Linked DNA regions of Callithrix jacchus: region 1 is linked to region 2. Evidence: chromatin contacts called from public Hi-C data. All regions are on one chromosome and are shown on one strand. Each heading gives the region's core, a stretch centred on a gene start, on an enhancer-like site or on the middle of the called end of the contact. The rest is flanking DNA. Distances are from core to core; before and after follow the strand shown.

What was found. A called contact is a pair of places that touch in the nucleus more often than the background predicts.
Region 1: a contact with region 2 is called in a Hi-C map of skeletal muscle, with 4 times the contacts expected there. The contact joins two enhancer-like sites. A contact is called at or near these places in 2 of 3 Hi-C or Micro-C datasets (induced pluripotent stem cells and skeletal muscle).

What each region holds. Positions count from the first base shown.
Region 1 is chr8:100,268,693-100,272,651 of calJac240_pri, reverse strand. All of the region lies in intron 4 of LOC118144963, which reads left to right. Among named protein-coding and RNA genes, the nearest start is that of FUT8, 44 kb to the left of the region's middle. Within about 2 kb of position 2,116, at least 1 of the 16 cell types and tissues checked has an H3K27ac peak or open chromatin away from gene starts, as enhancers often do. A contact at or near this core is called in skeletal muscle, where this site is marked.
Region 2 is chr8:100,123,968-100,127,765 of calJac240_pri, reverse strand. It overlaps the pseudogene LOC100394277. Among named protein-coding and RNA genes, the nearest start is that of FUT8, 190 kb to the left of the region's middle. Within about 2 kb of position 1,550, at least 5 of the 16 cell types and tissues checked have an H3K27ac peak or open chromatin away from gene starts, as enhancers often do. A contact at or near this core is called in skeletal muscle, where this site is marked.

The DNA of each region.
Region 1 (3,959 bases), core at 867-3,366, 140 kb before region 2:
ATTAGTTGCACAAGAACACAGTCTTTTCTCTCTTCCATTTTTCGCTTTTCTCTACATCTCCTTTTCCAGTTTTCTCTAGCATGTGTCCCTTCCCCTCCCCTCCCTTCTTACAGAAAGAATCTGTAGCCTCTTCAGAACCATGGCGTGTGCACAGGACCAATTTGCCACTTCTCCTGAGGGTATCACATTTTAAACCTTTTAACTGACTGAACGATGAAAAACTGGCTTAAAAGAATTCCAATCTCCAGAGCATAGCTGGAAAGTCTAGTATATTTTGAGGGGCTGGAGTCATTTCCTCGGGCTCTAAGATACAACACTATAGTAAGCTGCTTAATTTAACTGGATGAGGTAGGCCTTTTAGGAGTCTATTCTGAGGAATCTGTTGGATCATCTTGCCACTACAAACCAATATGATGCTTTGAAATGCATAGAGCTGTGGTAGGGTGTAGGCTGAATACTCATTCTGGTGGGCTGCTGGGTACATATCCTAGCAGTAACAAAGCATAAGACTGAGGATTTCTTTTCTCTGCCGACAAATAAGCAAACAAACCCCACAGAAGCCAACAGGGGAAAAACTAGTGTAATAGTTTTCCAATGCCCAGTCTTTCCAAGGCTGGTCCATTTAGGTCTCGGCTCAAATTTCACTTCCTCAGAGATGCATTTCCCTGACTACCTAGTCTATAGTAGCAACTTCCCTGCCCTGTTCACTCTGCACAACATTGCAGTGTCTCATTTGCTTCACAATATTTACTGTTACCTTAAGTTTTCTCATTCACTTACTATCTTCTCTATTAGAACATAAACTCCATAAGGGTAGAAACTTTGTCTGTTTTGTGCTGTCTCTCCAGTGCTTGACAAGTACTGTAACAGGAAAGGGGTTCAGATCCAGACCCCAAGAGAGGGTTCTTGGATCTTGAGCAAGAAAGAATTCAGGGTGAATCCATAAAGTGAAAGCAAGTTTATTTTTTAAAAAATACGAAAATTAGCTGGGCGTGGTGGCATGCACATAGAGTCCCAGCTACAGGCTGAGGTGGGAGAGTTGCTTGAACCCAGGAGACAGAGGTTGCAGTGAGCTGAGATCACACCACTGCACTCCAGCATGGGTGACAGAGTGAGACTCTGTCTCAAAAGAAAAAAAAAGAAAGTAAAAGAATAAAACAGCGGCTACTTCATAAACAGAGCATTCCCAAGGGCTGCTGGTTGCCCATTTATATGGTTGTTTATTGACTGCATGCTAAACAAGGGGTGGATAATTCATACCTCTTCTTTTTAGACCATATAGAGTAACTTCCTGATGCTGCTGTGGCATTTGTAAACTGTCATGGTGCTGGTGGAAGTACAGCAATGAGGATGACCAGAGGTCACTCTCATCACCATCTTGGTTTTGCTGGGTTTTAGCCAGCTTTCTTACTGCAACCCATTTTATCAGCAAGCTCTTTATGACCTGTATCTTGTGCTGACCTCTGATCTCATCCCACGACTCAGAGTGCCTTAACTGTCTGGGAATGCAGCACAGTAGGTCTCAGCCTCATTTTACCCAGCCCCTATTCAAGATGGAGTTGCTCTGGTTCACATGCCTCTAACAATACTAGATGCTCAATAATTACTTGTCAAATGAATGAGAGAGAGAGAAGAAGAAGAAGAATTTATTAGGTCTTAGGAGGGAAATCATGCCCCTCTTTGCTCTTTAGGAGGGCAGGGTAATTGCGAATATTCAGATACTCATCAGACATTGCAGAATATTTAATGAAGTCACAAAGCAGCTGAGGGCCCTGCAGTAGGCTGCCCAATATATCTAAAACAGCAGTGTGCTTTAACTGGAAGTGATACTCCGATTATTTTGTTTCAAGCTGACTGTGGCCAAAATGGGGAGAATACCTTGGAACAGGTTCTTGCCAAAAGGGGATTAGAATAGAGTGAGGGAGAAAAGATTAATGTGAAGTTGATCACTCTAAACTTCAAGAGGTACACACTGTACCTGGGAACACAGCCAAAGCATGAGGCGATGGATGTGGACTACAAGCCCTCAGGTGTAAGCCCTGGCTCACAGAGAAGACACATGTGCAATCAAGTGTGGCCCAGGAAAGATGTGACACTATGGAAAATGAAGTTAATGGGATCATTAAAGATGCAGATGTGCCTAGATTTCAAGGAAGACTTAGGCCTATTAGGAGAGTCATCCCAGATTCTGTGTTGGTAAGATTTCACACAGAAATGTGTGTGGTTCTGTCATACTCTTTTTGGAAAGGCATAAACCTGTGTGAGCCTATGTGGACCAGGTGGACAAAAGGCAGGTCCTCGAGGCTTTCATCCCTTCAAGTGAATACCTGGAAGTGTCTATGGGGGTCAGGGCAAGATAGGTTGTTGGCGGGGGTCTGCTCCATTGATGCAAAAGAATGCTGAGAAGGATAAGGGTGCCCTGCACCATGAGCCCTTTACTTTGCAAAATGAGGCCAGGCACGATGGCTCACACCTGTAATCCCAGCACTTTTGTGGCCAAGGTGGGCAGATTACCTGAGGTCAGGAGTTTGAGACCAGCCTGGCCAACATGGTGAAACACCATCTCTACTAAAAATAGAAAATTAGCCAGGCGTGGTGGCAGGCGCCTATAATCTTACCTTCTTGGGAGTAGGAGATCGGAGAATTGCCTGTACCCAGAAGGTAGAGGTTGCGGTAAGCCAAGATATCACCACTGCATTCCAGCCTGGGCAACAAAGCAAGATTCTCAAAATAATTAAAAAAAAAAAAAGGCTTTGGATCTGTTATCTCATTGTATTCTTATTTTAAACCTGTGAGGTAGGGAAGGTGGTAACTGCTTTTATAGCCATTTGTGAAAGTGGAGACTGAAGCAAAGTCAATTGTGTTCTGTCCAGAGTCAACTTGTTTACAATAGTAGGAGAACCAGTGCTCTCCACCAAGTTTCTAAAAATGTGGACCCCCTGCAACAGAATCACTCAGGAACACATGTAAAATGATCCAACTGTAGGGGAGAGAAAACAGCTTTTCTCTACCCTTCTGAGTTTTTGGCTCAGGCCCCTGTAACAAAAGACAGGTTTACAAGAGAAAAGCATACAAATTTATTTAATAAGTTTAAGTTTTAAACAAAGCACAGCAGCCTTCACAAAGAAATGGAGACTCAGGCTGGGTGCAGTGGCTCGCATCTGTAATTCTAGCACTTTGGGAGGCTGAGGCAGGCAGATCACCTGAGGTCAGGAGTTCTAGACCAGCCTGGCCAACAGGATGAAATCCTGTCTCTACTAAGAATACAAAAATTAGTTGAGTGTGGTGGTGAGTGCCTGTAATCGCAGCTACTCGGGAGGCTGAGGCAGAATTACTTAAACCCAGGAGACGGAGGTTGCAGTGAGCCAAGATCACACCACTGCACTCCAGCCTGGACAACAGAGCAAGGCTTCCTCTGGGGCGGGGGTTGGGGGCGGGGCGGTGAAGAAAAAAATGGAGACTCAAAGAAGTAGTAAAACCTGAGTAGTTTTATGCTAGGTTTGATGAAGGGTAGGGAGTGGTGGAGAAATTAGATAGGACCAAAGGACGTGAGGTAAGCATGGTAAACTGAGGAAAACAGCAAGGCCTGAGAGTTCAGATTCTTCTCTGTGTCCCTTTGTCTTTAGCAGTTAGGATGCTCATTTCTTGCCAGTATAGAGAGGGCATCTCTCACATGAGGGTTTTATGGCCTCCTTCAGGGGAGAGTCAGAAAGTCCTTCCTGGCGGGGCACAGTGTCTCACACTTGTAATCTCCACACTTTGGGAGGCTGAGGCAGACGGATCACTTGAGGTCAGGAGTTCAAGATCAGCCTAATCAACATGGTGAAACCCTGTCTCTACTAAAAATACAAAAATTAGTCAAGCATGATGCTGTGTGCCTGCAATCCCAGCTACTCGGGAGGCTGAGACAGGAGAATCACTTGAAACCAAAGGCAGAGGTTGCAGTAAGCCGAGATCAC
Region 2 (3,798 bases), core at 301-2,800:
GCCATTTTACTCATGTTTGGAAGCTTTGAGGATATGCAGCTTTGAGCATATTTTTGCTTTTAGAATAATAAAGCAATTCAGTTACTCTACTCGTTTTTTTCCTCAATGTACAGATGTAACAAGATATTAACAAAGAAGTTCTGCTAAGGCCTGAAGACAACAAGATGGCATTTTAAGTGAGGTGCCAGACCACATGCAGGACTGGGGAGAAAGCCAGCAAGAGAAAACCAACTAGTTTTGTGACTCTTGCACTCTACTTTCATGGTGACGGAATAGCCAGTCTCTGGCAGATGAGAAAAGAGGGTTTCTGGTTTTTGGCAGGTTGTGAGTCCCATGAGGGAGGAGAGGGAGTAGAGGGACCTCATCACAAGCTCAGGGAATGGGGCTTCAACTTGTCCACTGAGCGGGCTTAATACACGTTTCTTGTAGCTTAGGAAACTCAGTGCATAGATGTCCAATTCCCACCTGGAAAATCCAAAGGACAGCAATAGGCTGACTCTAGCTTTGACTGTAGAGTAAGATGGTAGCAAGGGAGAAGGCTAGGACAGCTTGTGCTCCCCAAATTGGTCATGGTAGACGTGTGTGTGTGTGTGTGTGCGTCTCCAATGTAGGCCACATCCAAGAAAGGCCAGGCAGTGAGGGGTTGGTTATCTTAGATATGTTCAAGAGTGCTGTGTGGAGGGGCAAACCGGCCTCTTAAAGAGAAGCTCAAGGTATCACCAGGTTTGGAGGGCTGAGGAAGGAGTAAGTGAGTAGCAAGCACAGAGAGCCTTTGTCCTGCCAAGCAAACTGCAGGGAAGAGCTCCTCAGTGGTGAGAAGGTCACTGCAAAGAGCTGGTGAGAGTCAGCTGTCAACATTTGTCAAGTCCAGAGCAGGCAGATGCTAAATTCCCAAGCCAAGGCCAGTCAAGCAAGAACTTTCCTGCTCCCCTAGCCTCTTTTCATTTGCAGGACTCTGGCTCTGAAAGAGGCAGGACTCATGGCTAGTAATCTGGGGAAGGAGGAAGAGAAATACTAGCAGCTGATCACATACCCTCTCCCTAGCCTCCTTTCTCATCACCTTTCAAGAAACCTGAGCTGGGATCGGAGAGAAGCTTCAACTTCAAAGCGAGAAGTTATGGGACTGAATAATTTAATTACTAAATGTGTGTGTTTAGTAATGGGACTGAATAATAAATTAATAAATGGGACTGAATAATTTAATAAATTAATAAATGGGACTGAATAATTTAATTACTAAATGCATAGTGTGTTTTAAAGGGCTGGAAGATTGCTGCCATTACTAAGTGTGACCAGAAAGCCATAGATGCCCTAAATTTCATCTGGGGCAGAAGAAGAGCTGGCTTCCCTGGGCAGATGAAAGAGAACAGTGGAAAATCAAATAAATTTGCTTGTGAGTATACTCCGTGAGTCGTGTTTGGTTAGCATAACGGCTATCCACATTTCCAGCCCTGGGAGACTGAGAAGTCCTCAGAGAAAAGTGGGCTGTGGTTTTGAGTGGTCTCTGGATCGGAACCTGAGAAGGCTTCACTGGAGAAGTGAGACCAACCATAGAGACAGGCCAATTTCCATAGCCACAGTGAGGCTATAGCCAAGAGGTCTTCATTGCTCCCCACCCAATTTAGAAGCCCATCCTGACCTGTGATTGACAATACCTCTGGGCTCACTGCTGTAAGACCATGGCGGCAGATGGCTATGGCTGCTACTGCTTGCCCATTGGGAATCCCATACTCAGTCTAAAAATCCACAAGCTATGCCCCTAGAGACTGCCTGATGATGAATCTATTAAGAGTTTGAATCTCTCTGGATGAATGATTTGGATAATGGCTGTGTATATTACAGCAAACAAAGTGTTTTGGGAGACGTTCTTCACTTATTGCCTCTCGGCTGCAAACCTGCCCTTCTGTGCTTGCTTTGTGATGCTGGGCTGGGATTCTGCCAACCACAGTTCTGCTTTGCCAGCTGGCTCCATGTTAGGCCTTTCCTGTGGAAGGCCACAGAGGGAACAGCATGGTGAGGGAGAAAAAAACTCCTTCCTTCCTGTCTGCTTCCTGCAGATTTTCTGCTCCTGTCAGTGCCACTCTAGTTTCACTTCTTCACCCCGGCAGTGGCCATTCCTTCTTAGAGCAGCAGTCAAATGTAGTTTGCAGGTTTTCCAACACTTATAGAACCAGCCTCATGCTCTCATTCTCTCAGGAGAGATGGATTCTCAGGGACCCTCTCCAGCTCAGAAATGTCAGTCCAGCCAAGCAGTGCCCCCTCCTCAGAGTCTGAGTCTCAAGTTTGCAAGTTTTAATCATCCCTACTCCTTCCTGTTCTCAGCACTAGGGGCGGGAGCTGCTTCCTACAGTTGCTTCTCCACCCCCACCCCACACTAGCGATGGAGTCTTGCTCTGTCACCCATGCTGGAGTGCACGGAGCACCATAACAAATTCTTGGCTCACTGCAACCTCTGCCTCCTCCCAGGTTCAAGCAATTCTCCTCCCTCAGCCTCCAAAGTAGCTGGGACTACAGGCAGATGCCACCACACCTAGCTACTTTTTGTTAGTAGAGAGGGGGTTTTACCATGTTGACTAGGCTGGACTTGAACTCCTGACCTGAGGTGATCCGCCTACCTCAGCCTCCCGAAATGCTAAGATTACAGGCCTGAGCCACCACGCCCCACCAATCTGCGGTTGCTTTTACTGTGATACCTTAGTGTCTTCTTTCAGCTACCTAGTTAGCAACTTCATATTTAATCTTTTTTATTTTTATTTTTTTTGAGACAGGGTCTCACTCTTTTACTCAACCTGGCTGCTGAGGCATGATCACAGCTCACTGCAGCATCAACTTCTGGGGCTCAAGCAATTCTCCTGCCTCAGCCTCCAGAGTAGCTGGGACTACAGGCACACACTACCATACGCTACTAATGTTTTATTATTTGTAGAGATGAAATCTCACAATGTTTCCCAGGCTCGTCTCAAACTCCAGGACTCAAGCAACCCTCTTTCATCAGTCTCCCAAAGTGCTGGGATTAGAGGTGTGAATCACTGTGCTCGGCCCCAATAATTCTTATATTACCTTCTCTGTTCAAATAACAGATAGGGTTTTCCATCCCAAGTGAATACCTCTCAATGAAAAAAATGGAGAATTACAGTATCCCAGAGGACTTGTTGGGGTAAAGAATCAGTGGGGCCTCTAAGCAAGGAAAGACTGGAGTGGTTGCTTTTTATTAATAATAATTTATTTATTTACTTCTGTATTTATTTATTTTGAGATAGGGTCTCACTTTGTCACCCAGGCTGGAGTGCAGTGATGTGAACCTCCTCACTACAGACTTGACCTCCTGGGCTCAAGCAATCCTTTCACCTCAGCCTCCCAAGTAACTGAGACTACAGGCATGTGCTACCACGCTCAGCTAATTTTTGTATTTTTTGCAGAGATAGGGTTTTGCGTGTTGCCCAGGCTGGTCTCAATCTCCCGAGCTTAAGTGATCCTCCCACCACAGCCTCCCAAAGTGCTGGGATTACAGGCATGAACCACTCTGCCCAGCCTGTTTTTTTAATCACGAAGCCCTTGGAGAAAGAGATGGCACAAAGGACTTTCTCTCTAGGAACTGTAAATGTCTATTGGCACATCGCCCATCTACACAACGCTTGCACACAGTTACTCAGTTTTAAGCGCCGGTGGACCCCAAAGCCCAGGTACCAATTCCTGTGATAGAATGTTGGCTAGGTTGAGTCTCCATGTTGGAGGAAATCTAGTTGGCTCTCAGAGGCTGTTGCCTAAGCCTAGGAAAAGTTGAACAAAAGATCTGTC